Linked DNA regions of Mus musculus: all the other regions are linked to region 5. The links are chromatin contacts, called in public Hi-C and Micro-C maps. All regions are on one chromosome and are shown on one strand. The core of a region is the stretch at or near the end of the contact, and the rest is flanking DNA. Distances in the headings are between cores, read along the strand shown.

Region 1 (2,700 bases), core at 76-2,575, 7.6 Mb after region 5:
CTGTCCCTTTTCCAAACCACACTGAAGTGGTGGCTGGGGTCAGTTCTGAGCCAGTCACAAAGAAGGTTTTGTGAAGTTCAGAAAGTGCAACAAAAACGAAAGGCCGTCTGGGGGCGGGCGGGGGGGGGGGGAGGCCGTGCTGGGGGTGGAGAAATAGACCGAGGGCAGCTTCAGCGAGGGTGCAGCAACCTAACAAGTGGTCAGGTATTCCCCCTCCCCCCTTTAAAGCTCCCAGAATTCACTTGGGGGTAAGTGTGGCCCCCGGAGGCTTCAGCCAGTTCCCCATCTATTATTGCTCTTAGACTGGGGGAGGAAGAAAGTATTGATGTTGCCTTACAAAGGCCTAGTGGTATGGGATGAAACAGGGCGTCGTGTGGAGCAGGTCTTTGGGCAGGCCAGGAAAGGAGAAAAGGGGATCGCCCGGGCCATAGGTGAAGTCTTCTGAAGCCGAGGGACTACTGGGGTCAGAGAGTGGTGATGCCACAGTGGCGCAGGGGGAGGCAGCGGCCCCGGAACCCCAGGACTCAGTGTCGCTGGCCGGGCTCGGGGGCCCGGGCAGACAGGGGACACACTGCGGAGGCAGGAGGCGCTCCCGGGCACTGCCCCCGGGGAGCCCTTGATCTGCCAGGCGCAGTGTCTCAGCCAGGGCCCAGATGTAGTTGTAGGCGAAGCGCAGCGTCTCAATCTTGGTGAGCTTGGTGTCGTCGGGGAACGAGGGCAGCACGCTGCGCAAGGCGTCCAGCGCAGCGTTGAGGTTGTGCATGCGGTTGCGCTCGCGATCGTTGGCTTTGACGCGACGACTCCTCCGCAGGGAGTGCAGCAGAGCCTCGGACCGCACCCGAGCGCGACCTCGCCGCCTCCGCCGTTCCTGCTCTTCGTCCTGGGCACCGGGAACATTCGATGCCCCGGAGAGGGCGGGAGCGCTCCTCCGGGCTGGCACGGACAGCCCCGAGGTGGAGGCTAGGGGCTGTAGCCTGGCACAGTCCTCCTCGTCGGTGAGGAAGCTGGACAGGTCGCTGCTGCTGTTGCTGCTGGAGCAGTCGAGATCAGAGATGCAGGTCTCCAAAGGGGCAGGCATCTTGCAGTGTGCAGGACCGACAGACGGACAGGAGGTTTGGAGGTCGGCCTTCGAAGCGCACTTACTGTCCGTACGACCCGGGGCTAGCCTGTGCCTGCTGCAGGCGCGAGGGCCGGGAAGATCGCAGGGGCTCAGGGAGTGAATGGGCTTGGCCCTCCTCGCCTCGCCTGCAGGGGCCACGCGCCGGGCTGGTCTCCTGAGTGATGTCGCCGGCGATCAGATCAGCTCCTGTGAGCACCAAGTGTGGCACACGACCGGCCTCAGGACCCCTTAAGTACGGCGCGCAACAATGGGCGCCCCCTCCCTGGCCACCTCCGCCCCCGAGGCGGCGCGGGTGAATGGCGAGAGGCGGCAGGTCAGCCCCGTGCGGCGCCTGCTATTTGCATAATTTATGCTCGCGGGAGGCCGCCCCCGCCCAGCCCCCCTCCTGGAGCGTGCCCGTAATTACCGCCGGCCAATCGGTGGCCCGGCCTGCTCCGGGAGCCGGATCAAGCGAGGGAGGCCGGGGCGTCTCTGGCCGGGAAACCCGGGCGAAGGCGGGGGCCGGGGGCGATTAGCGGCGGGCCGAGGCACACTCCTCCCAGGGGCGCGCGGGTGTCCCTCGCTGGGGTGGATGGGGAGGAGGAGCCCTGGCAGAAAGTGTGAGCTCTGTGGCGGGTGATGGAGAGCTGGGGCTGAGGCTGGAGGCTGGGTTCGCATCCCTTTGCCTGCTACTGAGTTCGCATCCCTTTGCCTGCTACTGATTGACTATTCGCATCTAAACAGACAGGACCAGTAAACAGTTACACGTCTTGAGGAGGGATAGATGTCCCTGCTCCGCCAAGGTTAATGAAGAAGACAGCAAGAGAAAGATCTAAAGATCCAATGAGTTCCCAGACTGAGCTGGGGCTTGACCCCACTCTGCCCCTGCCCGCGTACCCCTCCTCAAAGACTCACGAGGTAATATGGGGGTGTGCAGACCCCCTCTTCTCCTGAAATCTTGCTCTCTCCATTTCCAAGCATCCTCTTGTGCCGCACGTTTTGGAATGGTGCCAGCCTCAGGGGCTCACCCCAGTGCCAGCTGGCTAAGGGACTTAGCTTCTGGCCAGGAGAGAGATGTCCCACAGAAGGCAGCAAGCACACAGTGGAATTCCGTCCCCATCCCTTCTGCCAATTTGCCTATAAACTTGCCTAGTCCAGAGAAATGTCCTCATTCTGTGGGTCGAGTCATTTTCCTGTTTGCCGGACAGCAATAGAGGCTCAGGCAGCCTCTCAAATGCACCTGAGAGGAGTTATTTATTAAGGAGCAAACCTGGATCGTGGAGTCAGGTATTAAAAACAAAAGGAACACCCTAGAGGCGCCCCCCCCCCCTTTCCATGATATCTGAGTGGTGGCCTCAGGCCCAGTGCAATGCCTAGCCTGCTGTCTTCAAAGGGGCTCTGTCCAGGACACCTGCGCCTTGGTAGAGAAAGCACAGCCTCTTTGCCTATGCCTAGCTCTTGCCCCGTGGCTCCTTCCCTCTGTAGCAGCTCTTGGGCAGAAAGCTAGGACACAGTTACAGATTAGGGCTTGAGGAGGTTTGTAAAAAGTGGCAGGAAATGGCTGTAATCAGATTATGCAAGAAAAAGTAATTGTTGACAGA
Region 2 (2,700 bases), core at 123-2,622, 7.9 Mb before region 5:
ACTTCCCTCACGTAAACCCAGTTTCTAATTTCGAGTGAAGTCAGAATTTTTGCCTCTGCGCGCCCGCGAGCAGACGTTTTAGCCGGAACCCCTAGCTCCAAATGCCGAAAGGGGGGGGGGGGGAAGAAAGAAAGACAGACAGACAGACAGACAGACAGACAGACAGACAGAAAGAAAGAAAGAAAGAAAGAGAGAACAGCGAAAGTCAAGGCTACTACAGATTTGGATAATCACGGGCTTCCCACCCCTCCGTCACACCACTCGCTGATCAGCCCCTTTCAGTGGGGTATGAAAAAAAAAAAACCCACACACACACAACAGGCTGAGGCCATCCCTCCCCCACCCCCCGCACAAGCCGTTGGTTCTTTTTTCATGCCTCCCTGACTGTCCCAAAAGTTATGCTCTGAGGCTCTGGGTTTTAAAATGGGTTCCCAAGGGACGGCCCTCTCTCTGATCCCAGCGGACTATCGGCAACTGGAGACGATCGGCTGTCGCCCCAGGATTTTCAGGGTCCCGCCGCTAAGCACTGGCAGGTAGAAGGGGGATCCCTCCCCCGTCCCCGACTCCCAGAGGCCGGTAACGCACCCACACCCAACCACCACCACGGGGTGTGTCCACCCCGAAGCTCGGCGGGAGAAACTCCTTAGAACTTCAAGGACTATAGCAGCTAAAGAGTGACACCAAGGGCTGACGTGTGGGCTCCCAAGCCGAACGTGCTTTACAGGTCAGGGCGAAGTGTGTGCGCCCTTCTCCAAATGCAAGAAGGGAACGTCTTTAGGGAGAAAGAAAAGAATGAATGAAAAAGGGGGTATTAATGTCAGGGAGGGAGTGAAAGGGGGGACATGGTTTTATTTTCTTCCTGCTACTGTAGGCACCCCCAGGATCTCGCTCAAACACACCAGAGTGCACAGGCACGTGCCCAGTTGCCAGCTTTTTTTTTTTTTTTTTTTTTTTTAAATCCAAGCTCTTCTCTTCCTTCCACTCTCAGGCAGAACCAAAAGTAACCAGGAGAAAAGGGGAAAGAGTGGAACACGAGCTTCGAAAGACAAAAGTGAAAGAACCGAGATCCATGTCCACTATCTCCAGCGTCTCCCCTGTGCTATTCGGGCGACATGGAGGGGTGGGAGCTGCGCGGGTGTTAAGTTTGTCCCACTCGCATTTCGCGTGGAGAGAAGGAGGAGGAGGAGAGGGAGGGTCGATCTCCAAGCCTGTGGCCGCAAGGATGACTGAGTCGGCGCCGCGCTTACCTCGCAGTCTTCGTACTTGATATTATCCGTCAGTTTCCAAAGCATTTTCATGGATCGGCGTGATCGGATTTGCCCCTCTGCGCCTCGCACCCCAGCGGAGCTACTCTCTGGGTTAGCGCAAAGTGCGGGCTGCGGGCGGTGAGCAAAAGAGGAGGAGGGGGGGAGGAGGAGAGGAGGGCGAGGAGGAGGAGAAGGGTAGGAAGGGGGAGGAGGAGGTGGAGGTAGAGGAGGAGGAGGGCCAGGAGAAGGGCGAGGAGGGAGGAGGAGAGAAGGGTTAGAGAGCTCCCGTGTGCGCTCGGAGATCTCCCTCTAATGGTAGAAACTTTTCCCTTTTCCTGCTCCTCGCGAACAGCCTAATCGCCTCATTAGCATATCAACAATAGTCCAATTGCTCGCCAGGACCACAATCTGCCGCCGGCCGCTCCGACCCAGGTATAAAGGCCTCTTCTAGCCGCTAACTTGCTCCTAGAGCACTTGCCTGCATGCCAGCCTGCAAGCCCAACAACTCTTCCTAGAGCTCCAGCACCCTCCCTGTTCGAGCGTCCCCTATCCCCAATTTCATCTCTTTCCCCTTCGCCTGTCTTCGGGTCCTGCTAGCCAAAGATGCTTTGGATAAAGCTCTGTACTACGCAGGGTACCAGCGGCGGCGCCTAGGGACCAACTTTTAGTACCCCACCTCCCACTCTTACTACAACCGCCACTATCTGCCTTTCGTCCCCGTCCGATTTTATTAGAAATCATTATCCCTTTCGCAATGAACCGTAGCCACCAAACCAGGACCAGCAAAGTCACTCCAAGAATTTTGCCCAACTAGAGATCGCCTCCGCTCACGGCTGTTACCCCCTCGGGCTGCAGCGCCCTGGGAGTTTTATTAGCTTTGCGCTCCCCCCTCCCCCCAGGTTGGAGATTCTGCCAGCCGGCTCCGGTGGCTCGGTTGGGGTTTGCGATCTCTTAATTGCTACGTGTAAAATAAAAGTTGTACCCTGAAGAGGTTACTCGACAGATCCGGGGGTTAAATGATTTTCCTCCGGTTTGTATGAAGCTGAATCGGACTGACTATTCATCCGGGCGTTTGGACTGTAAGGTTTCCCAGGTGCAACGTGGACAACAACACAGAATTCGGATGGGGATGCACAACCCCTTCTGGAGTGAGCCAAACCGCAGACCCATGAGCTCCTGCGACTCTCCATGCGGTGTCGTACATGCATCAAAATAAAACATTAGGAACCAACTCTTCCTGTGCAAATCGGCTCCAGTTTTCCCAAGATTCTCCTTTTTAATTAAAGAAGGACGCGACCCTTTATGACTTGATGTTACTAACGCCGGCGTTTTGGCGGCGCAATGGCCGGCTGGTGAAGAACCTGAAGGCAGGAGACACCCCTTCCCCAAGTTGGCCACTCCTGACTCCGCCCAGGGGCTTACTCACTCCACCGGGACCCTTCCTCCCTTACTG
Region 3 (2,724 bases), core at 39-2,538, 7.9 Mb before region 5:
TGAATTGGAGAAAAGGGGTGGGGAGGGGGAGTCTTACCCAAACCTTGGATTTCTAAGTAAAACCACATGAAGAACTAACAGGGAGGATCCAAAGCCCACTAAACAGGAGGTAAACGAGATCACCAGATAAATAAAAAAAGGTTTAAAACAGACTCACCATATTTACAAATCCCATTAAATTACACATAAATAAATATATACAGAGACGTGAACACTGATTCCCTTATAGAATTGTGGATTGTGTCATCAGAGGAAGTTCAAGTGGGTGGTTGTACCTTGCAGAAGACAACTTCTACAACTGAAGACAGGACATAGAACTTCTGTATTTGTGTTCAAGTTTATTCACAATACTGATAAAAAATGTCATTATCCTCTTTGCCTTTTTTTTTAAAAGTATGGCTACAATCTGAAGTACGCAAGGGAAGGCGATGAGTTAGTCCCATGAAGCTCATATACTTTTTAAATTTTTTAACGTCCTTTTTAAAAAAAAAAAGTTTTAATGTTTGTTGTCGATTTGATTAAAAAAAAAAAAGGTTCACAAACGCGACAGAACTTTTCTTTGCTGGCTTCACGACCTGTTCTGTTCTCTTAGGCTCCACACGAGGGTAAAGGGGGTGTTGGTACTGATGGGGAAGTTGAGGCAAGGCGCTGAGTAGGCAGCGGCTGCCCCACTGGCAGTCGAGAGAGCAATCCGGAGGACTCCGGGGACGAAGGGCGGCGCGGCAACGCAGAGTAGCAGCAGCAGTAGGAGTGGCTGGTCCCGGAGCTGTCACCTGCCGGGTGGGGGAGGGGCGAGTGGGGGGACGCGGGCCGGTGAGGCGGGCGGGGGCGGGGCGGGAGGAGAGCCTCACTTTCTGTGTTTCTCTTCTTTGTCACTGCTTTTGGCGCTGTTGTCCGTGTGGCTGTTGGGGTTGTTGCTGAGGTACATTTTGTCCATGGCCTTGAGGGCCTCGGTGAGATAGTTCTGCAGGGCCGTAACCGCTGCACACACCGCCGGGCTGCCGAAGCCATGGGAGATGAGGTTGAAGTGGGTCAAGCAACTCTGGATGCCAGGCTCCAGGATAGGATTGGGCCGCGAGTTCCCCAGGGGAGATCGGTCCTGAGCCAGCAGGTCAGTGAACTCTTTGCAGATCTGTCTGCAGTGGAACAGAGACAGAAGTGAAAGCTCCCATCAGGCCTTAGTGGTAGTGAGAAACCATCGCTCCCTGAAGTTACCTCAGCCATCCAGCCCACCTTCCCCCACTCAGGACTCAAGGCCAGTCACTCAGAATAACAAAGCCTGTCACTTCTAAACCAACACTCCTCCCTTAAATGAATACCCTTCCTACTTCAAAAAGACCTCCCCTTCTCTCCCCACCTCCAACCCTCAGCCCTGACAAACTTCTGCCTACACCTTTCTCACAGCAAACACCCTGAACACAGGAAAGCATTTCACAGGCAAAGAAAAGTTACACCGGAAGTGAAAAACACAAGTATCCCTCTTCAGTATTCTAGAAATGCCAGGCTTGTTCTTCAAAATATCACCAGAGCCTGCTCCCCACATCCCTAAAGGAACCACAATAAAAGCTGGTGGAATGGGGTCTCCTCTCATTCACCTTCAAACCAGATGAGACTTGAATTTAGGCAGAAAGGCAAACTTTGCTTTTTCAAAACAACAGCAGGCCCCGGGGAGAGAACTCACACTTGACCACACCACACACACACACACACACACACACACACACACACACACACAAGGATCTGCCTTTGGATGCTCAGAATTTATGTAAGAATCTAGCTTGGAGGCTTATGTCTTTAACCCCAGCGCTGGATCAGAGAGATAGTGGGATCTCTCTGATTTGCTGGGCAGCCATTTTAGTCCAAATAGTGAGCTCTGGGGTCAGTGACAGACTGTCTCTAAGACTAAAGTGGGGAGCCATAGAGAGAGCTACCTCAGCACACAGGAAGTTTGTCTGGTCCTGGAAGCCAGCAGTAGCAGAGGCCTTCCTGAGGTTGCTACAGCCCATGGAGGGAGGGTGTGTGTGTGTGTGTGTGTGTGTGTGTGTGTGTGTGTGTGTGTGTGTGTATAAGCCTATCACTAGGCCAGAAACTGTCCCACACAAGGCCTCTCTCTGCCTCTTAACTCTCTGCTGCGGTGCCCTTCGGTGACACCAGCTTTTGATAATTGAGGACTTCTAAACAAGCCTTTTAATTTCCAGCAAACATATCAAGACAGTCATTTTTCTTTTCAACCTAGAGAAGTCAATTCAGCCCAGGCACTTTGGGAATATAACTTGGGCCATCTTGAAACCCTGAGATGATAGCTTGCCAGTTAACTAAAACTTACAGAGTTACATAGTATACATAGTATAGTATAACTATGTAACTCTGTCTCTGAGTCTCTCTCTCTCTCTCTCTCTCTCTCTCTCTCTCTGTGTGTGTGTGTGTGTGTGTGTGTGTGTGTGTAAGAGAGAGAGAGGATAGAAACTGGGATTAGAGGTAAGAGTAGAGCTGTTGCTGGACGGCACATTTTGTAGGCCGAGTTAGCCTCTGCCTTTCAGAACACAGTGATAGAGAGAAAACCCAGGCAAGCCTAGTTGGTAGCCCTGTGAGGATTTGATTCTGACTTTTTCTGAAGCAACACAAATCCATACTCTTTCAGTGAAACCCCCGGCTGCAAACCACACACATCCACATTCATTTAAAAGTCAACACAGAAAGAGACAGACTTTAGGAAGAACACAG
Region 4 (2,700 bases), core at 129-2,628, 7.2 Mb after region 5:
AAGACAGGACAGGCCTGGAAACGGACATGGCCGAAGCCACCCAATCTCGGGCCCAGCTCAAGAGATCGGGGTTGTTTTGTTTTGTTTTGTTTTTTAAAAGACAACTGGGGGATTTGTGGAGTCGAGAACCCACCCTGGCTGGACCCCTGGTGGCTCTGGGCTGAGGTGTCCACGTGGGCCAGGATCCCCGCTGCAGCAGGGTTCTGCCGGCTCTGCCGGGAGTCAGGCCGCGCCTCCTAGCTGGCTGGCTCTCGCTGTCCCCAGAGCTCGAGCTCGGCTTTACGGACCCCTCTCTTCTAGCCTGCTCTGTGACCCCACCTCTTCTTTTAGGATTCTTTCCTCCATCTGTCAAGGTGTCTCTTTGGGCACTTTGTCTGGCCACCCCTTCTACTCCCTGCACATCTGCTTCTCGCCCTGAGCCCCAGCGACTCCTCAGCAACCAGTTAGGGAAAACTCAACTTTTTTCTCCCGCGTGCTATCTGCTCCTGCTCCAGAGGGGCTGCCAGTCCCACTCAGGGCTTGGCGTGTGGGGGACTGTTTGGAAGTGACTTCGCGTGTGCGTGCGAACGCGCGTGTAAATTTCCGTGTTCATCGTCAGGTTAAGACCAGGGAGGAAAAAGAAAGCTCCTCGCTGCAGAGACGCAGAGGGGACCCGGCTGCGTGCCAAGCCGCCCGGTGTGCGCGGAGGCTGGATGCCCGCCGCGGGTTGGGGGAGCCGCGTTTACCTGGCAGATCAGCGTCGGACGATTCGCTGGCGGAGTTCTCCAGCGGCTCCCGGGGGTCGGCGGCGCGGGCCAGGTGGAAGCTGGGCCCCATGTCGTGCGGTGGTGGTGGCGGTGGCCGCAGCCCCTCCGGTAGCCTCTCCAGGCTCATGCCTCCCTTGAAGGCGTCCATGGAGGTGGGGACCGCAACGGGCGCTCCAGGGGCCGGGGCTGGGAGCTCCCGGCCGCCCAGGCTGCGACCTGTTGGGGACAAGAGAGTGGCGCCTAAGCGGCTGCCCCCCAGGGCTGCCCGCGCCCACAGCGACGCCGTTCGAGCTCCATCGACCTCTCCAGGCTGCGGGACCGGGTTCGGGGCTCGGGGCTCCGCCACGCGCTCCTGCTGCTCCGGCCTCAGCTGCCCGGCCGGCCCGGGCCCCAGTCCCGATTCGAGGCCGGTTTCTAAGGCTCGGGTCGGAGCCCGCAGAGTCTGTCTGAAAACGACAGTGCGCGCAGCCAGGTTCCAGCAGTCCCTGCGCCAGGGGTGGTGGGTGGGGTGGGCCTCGGTGGGAGGGGGCTGGGAGAGAAGGAGGGAGGGCGCGAGCGAGTGAGCAAGCGAGCGAGGGAGCGGGCGCGGGCGGAATCCAGCCTCGAGCCGCCCGCGCCGCGCCCTCCCCGCCGTCCTCCCTCCCTCCCTCTCTCCCTCCCTCCCTCCTGGCCTCGCCCGCGCCCTCCCCGTCGCAGCCACCTTCCCGCCGCCTCACCTCCCCCCCTCTCCCGCGGCCTCACCGCGCCTCTCCCTCCTTCCCCGGTGACACACGAATTTCTCCCTTGGCCGCACAAAAGAAACGCATCTGGCCAGCTAGCCCCGGGCGGCTGGTGCACACCTTGGGGGCCCCAAGTGACTTGTTTCGCTGAGAGTCAACTCCTGTCTGGGCCACCTCAAGTCCCCAGCCACGGGAGAGAACAACTTAGAATGAGTGAAGGTTCGCTGAGCAGGATCGCTCTGAGCCGGCGCCTCCGAGCCAGCGCCAGGGCAGTCAGTGGCAGAGCCGGGGGGCCGGTTCCCGGTTGCTGCAGCTCCCAGCGGTGGTGTCGTCCTCGAGGGGCAGACGGGCCCCTCCTACCTCAGTCGCTTCTCCCAGGAACTCGGGGCCGGCTGAGTGACAGCAGCCTGCGAGCTCTAATGGGCCCCGGATGCTGTCTTCTAATTAGTTTGGACCCTCTCCCCTAAGGCTGCTCTCATGGCCTTCCTCTCTGCACCGCAGTCAATTTTCCGGAATTGGGGTAGAGATGACGGCTTCTAATCAGACGAAACGTTTCTGTTGGCTCTAGGCCATGGCGAGTGGGACTGGAGACCCCAAGAGCCCCACCAGGCCCGTGGCCTTTCCACATCCCCCTTTGTTTTGCACCTACAATGATCAGGTCTTTGGCAGCCACCAGGTAGGCCTTGCCAGCCTCTGCCCTCCTTTAGGGTAACTTTGCTCCAGTGTGGGGCCTACTTTCTGAATTCTCAGGGCTTCAGCAGAGGCCTGGTAGGCCAGGTGACTGATGTCTCACAACCCTGGGCTGGGAGCTTAGGAAGCCTTTGGGTTTTCTCCCGATACACTGCTAGGAAACTGTAGCTCCAGAGCTCCCCCCTCCCCAAGCAAAGACTTTACCCTCTAGGCTCACAAGAGTGGTCCCCTCCTTAGCTCCTCACGCTCCAATGAAGTTTGTCCAAGGATTTTATCCAACAATTGTTAACTGGCCCAGGGACTTCAGCTTCTTGAGTAAACAGGTCACAACTGAGGTGGCCCTGACCTGCCTCTGTAGCCACGGAGGACCCCTAGGCTGTCTCTGGGCCTCACCTGCAGACCTCTCCCCTGAACCAGCCACTGATGGGGTAGACTAGGGCTTAGGAAAGAAGCACTTCTCTGTTCTCCAGTGTCCAGAGCCCAGGACATCATCTTCTCCTGTAGTCATTTCTTGGGTTGGCTCTACAGGTATGTTAGTGGTGGGG
Region 5 (2,764 bases), core at 193-2,692:
GCTTAGGCTCTGTGGAGAGCATTCGTGGGAAGTAGGAGTGGCTTAAAACATGGAGTCCAGTCTAGGAAGGCTGGACAGGGTGGAGACAGAACCCAAGACTCCTGAGAGAGGCAGATAGGAAATACAGCAAGTCCTCTCCTAGCCTCCTGAGGACACCCTACCCTTCTTGCTACCCCTGAACAGCTGGCATGGGTCACCCTGGGTATAGAAAAGTCTCACCTTCCATCCCCACAAACTCCCTGGAGCCAAGAGTCAAGTCTTCCAGACTTGAGACAGCTCAGAAACTGTCAGTGCCAAGACTCAAAGAGGCACACTCAACAGAGGTTAATTTGGGGAGAGAAAAAGAGAATGATCTAACAGCCCCATCTTTAGTCCTGTGAGAGACTGGAGGCTCAGAGATGGAGCTAGGTCCCCAGACTCTCAGAGTATTCCATGATCCCCTGCCTCAAAGTTCATCCAGTGACAGTCTTTCCCCTTTTTATTCATCTGCCCTTATTCTATCCCTTGCTCTAAGTAAACATAACTCAGCCCACTAAGTCTGGTGGTTGCCAGAGAAAATGTGTCCAGGTAAGCTTAAATTAGAAATTTAGGTAAATCCTAGTTGGAGAATCTTTTTTTTTTTCTCCCAGGGTAGCTTCAGAGATTTGAGATCAAAATGGTAAACTGAGGTTGGGGTGGACAGGGAAGGGGGGGAAGTGGTGCACAGGCATGGTCACCACCCTGCGAGTTACACCCCGGTGTATTGCACTGGATCCCTACAGCATCTCGCAGACCTGGGAAAGCTGTTTAAGGCTACCCCTTTCCCAGCTTGGCTTTTGCCCCTCCTCCTCACCACCACTCCAGCCCCTCCCCATCCCACCCAGTCCGCTGGCCTTGCTGCTGTGCCCTCCCCGTGCCCTCCTGCACCTCTGGGGCTCTCTCCTCTCTACGTCTCGGCGCACTCACGTCTAAGAGGCGTCTTGGACACCTTCACATCACTGCCTAGGATCCTGCGTGGTCCTTGCTGTCTGTCTTCAGACTTTTTCACGCCTCTCATTCAAGATCCTCGGTTTGCCCATCTCCGCAGTGTCCTATCCTCAGGGCTGTCCTCTTGGGCGAGCTCTCCTCTTTTTCCCTTGGTCCCGGCCTGCGAGCCCCTATCCCGGGCTCTTTCCCTCCTTCCCTCCTCTCAACCTCCTTTCCTCCCTCCTGGGTCCCTCCCTCCGGCTGGGCCTAGTGGGTGGGGGGCGGCAGCGCGGGGCGGGGCGGGGCAGGGCGGGCGGGGCAAGGCAGTGACGCGGGGCTGGCCAGGCTAGAGGCGCGGCGGCGCGGGGCGGGGACGCAGTCCCGGGTCCGACTGGCCGAGCCCCGCGCGCCCCGCCCGCGCCCTGCGCCTCCGCCCGGCCAGCCGGCGGGGGAGGGGGCATGAGCCGGCGCCCGCGCGCCGCCGCGAGCTGCGGGCCGGCCTAGAGCCCCGCGCGGGCCCCGCGCCGGAGCTTAGCCGCCGTCGCTTCCTAGCCGCGGGCGCATCCCCGGGAGCCGCGATGCAGCGGCCAGGGGAGCCGGGAGCCGCGCGCTTCGGTCCGCCCGAGGGCTGTGCGGATCACCGACCGCATCGCTACCGCAGCTTCATGATCGAAGAGATCCTCACTGAGCCTCCGGGGCCCAAGGGCGCAGCGCCCGCGGCCGCCGCTGCCGCCGCGGGCGAGCTGCTCAAGTTCGGCGTACAGGCGCTGCTGGCCGCCCGGCCCTTCCACAGCCACCTGGGTACGTGCAGCGGCCGCCGCGCAGAGGACTGGGCTTGGCGGGCGGGTGGGAGTCGGAGACCTGGGGTTGTCCGTAATTCATCCTCTTTCTCCCCTGTTTCTGGAGCGACCTGGGATGCAGCTCAGCGCAGGCCCGAGGCACCTACCTCTCTTCGCGCACTCCAACGGGAAAGTGGAGGGTGCGAGCAATGAGCTAGGCAGAAACCAGGCCTTGTGTCCTCGCGTCAGACCAGAAGAGAGTTTGTCTTCTGCTTCAGGGCGGCTTCGAGTTTTTTCGAATCGGGTGATAGGCGAGGCCAGGAGCCAGAGACCGCATCCCTATGGTTGCTACAAAATCAATCTACCGAGCACTCTGGATCAAAATGACTTCAAACCAGGGGAAGCCTGAGTTTCGCGGTAGGGTTGGCTGGGCATAACAGTAGCTGCCCAGACTGGGAAAGCTCTGGAGAAGAGGGTCGTGTCGCATAGTGTTGGATGCCCAAGCCATCCAGGAGCCTTTCAGAACCCCGTGCTTTCCAGTCAGCAACCGACCGAGGCCTGTGCTGCGGCCAGGGTCTCCGTAGGCCTTGTTTGAGGGAAAGAGGCCTGGTTGTGATCCGCTGCCCAGTTGGTCCTTCCATCCCGAGATCTGCTGGGCTTTCGTGCGTCTTGAAGCACTTGCTCAGATCTTTTCTGTCTCCGTCTTGTCTCTTGGGAGATTGTGAGGCAGTCTGCCCTGTACTGCATCTCGGCTTAGGGCTTAGTGACTCTCTTTGGTTGACCTCCTTCCTAGCCTTTTGGTAAAGTGGATCTGTCTCCCCTCTACCTCTCCCCCTCCGCAAGATTCTCTTCCCACTTCCTGCTATGTTTTCTATGCTCCCCTTACCCTGATGGTTCTCAGCCAGGCAGATCCATCCTTTCCAGTATCTCTTTTAGGAGAAGCCTACCAGGAAAGGAAGCGTCCAATATAGACTCCAGCTCAGCTAGCGGCCTCCGGAACCGGCCCCAGATTCTGTCCAGTCTTGGTAGCAGCCAGTCCA

What was found. A called contact is a pair of places that touch in the nucleus more often than the background predicts.
Region 1: a Micro-C map of embryonic stem cells shows a contact between it and region 5, with 11 times the contacts expected there. The contact joins the promoter of Neurog1 here to the promoter of Barx1 in region 5. A contact is called at or near these places in 1 of 39 promoter capture datasets (embryonic stem cells) and 6 of 484 Hi-C or Micro-C datasets (embryonic stem cells, epiblasts and stem cell-derived epiblast-like cells).
Region 2: a Micro-C map of embryonic stem cells shows a contact between it and region 5, with 23 times the contacts expected there. The contact joins the promoter of Tfap2a here to the promoter of Barx1 in region 5. A contact is called at or near these places in 2 of 39 promoter capture datasets (both in embryonic stem cells), 11 of 484 Hi-C or Micro-C datasets (cerebellum, embryonic stem cells, epiblasts and 2 more) and 1 of 115 datasets of contacts at active chromatin or transcription factors (embryonic stem cells).
Region 3: a Hi-C map of embryonic stem cells shows a contact between it and region 5, with 24 times the contacts expected there. The contact joins the enhancer-like site here to the promoter of Barx1 in region 5. A contact is called at or near these places in 2 of 39 promoter capture datasets (cranial neural crest and embryonic stem cells) and 4 of 484 Hi-C or Micro-C datasets (cerebellum, embryonic stem cells, epiblasts and 1 more).
Region 4: a Hi-C map of differentiating embryonic stem cells shows a contact between it and region 5, with 12 times the contacts expected there. The contact joins the promoter of Pitx1 here to the promoter of Barx1 in region 5. A contact is called at or near these places in 3 of 39 promoter capture datasets (embryonic stem cells and hippocampal neurons), 17 of 484 Hi-C or Micro-C datasets (cerebellum, differentiating embryonic stem cells, embryonic stem cells and 2 more), 2 of 115 datasets of contacts at active chromatin or transcription factors (both in embryonic stem cells) and 1 of 9 other capture datasets (embryonic stem cells).

What each region holds. Positions count from the first base shown.
Region 1 is chr13:56,250,855-56,253,554 of GRCm38.p6, forward strand. Neurog1 (neurogenin 1) reads right to left here and starts at 1,326. Exons shown (of 1, transcript NM_010896.3): 1 at 1-1,326. The coding sequence starts at 1,078. The coding sequence ends at 344.
Region 2 is chr13:40,732,423-40,735,122 of GRCm38.p6, forward strand. Tfap2a (transcription factor AP-2, alpha) reads right to left here and starts at 1,373. Exons shown (of 7, transcript NM_011547.5): 1 at 1,248-1,373. The coding sequence starts at 1,298. Gm26688 (predicted gene, 26688) reads left to right here. Exons shown (of 3, transcript NR_125899.1): 2 at 989-1,358; 3 at 1,600-2,700.
Region 3 is chr13:40,716,268-40,718,991 of GRCm38.p6, forward strand. Tfap2a (transcription factor AP-2, alpha) reads right to left here. Exons shown (of 7, transcript NM_011547.5): 7 at 1-1,136. The coding sequence ends at 848. Among named protein-coding and RNA genes, the nearest start is that of Gm26688, 10 kb to the right of the region's middle. Within about 2 kb of position 1,289, at least 15 of the 459 cell types and tissues checked have an H3K27ac peak or open chromatin away from gene starts, as enhancers often do. A contact at or near this core is called in embryonic stem cells, where this site is marked.
Region 4 is chr13:55,830,047-55,832,746 of GRCm38.p6, forward strand. Pitx1 (paired-like homeodomain transcription factor 1) reads right to left here and starts at 1,379. Exons shown (of 3, transcript NM_011097.2): 1 at 726-1,379. The coding sequence starts at 894.
Region 5 is chr13:48,661,594-48,664,357 of GRCm38.p6, forward strand. It overlaps Barx1 (BarH-like homeobox 1), which reads left to right and starts at 1,443. Exons shown (of 4, transcript NM_007526.4): 1 at 1,443-1,746. The coding sequence starts at 1,524. Gm36606 (a long non-coding RNA gene) reads right to left here and starts at 1,199. Exons shown (of 4, transcript XR_382336.3): 1 at 946-1,199.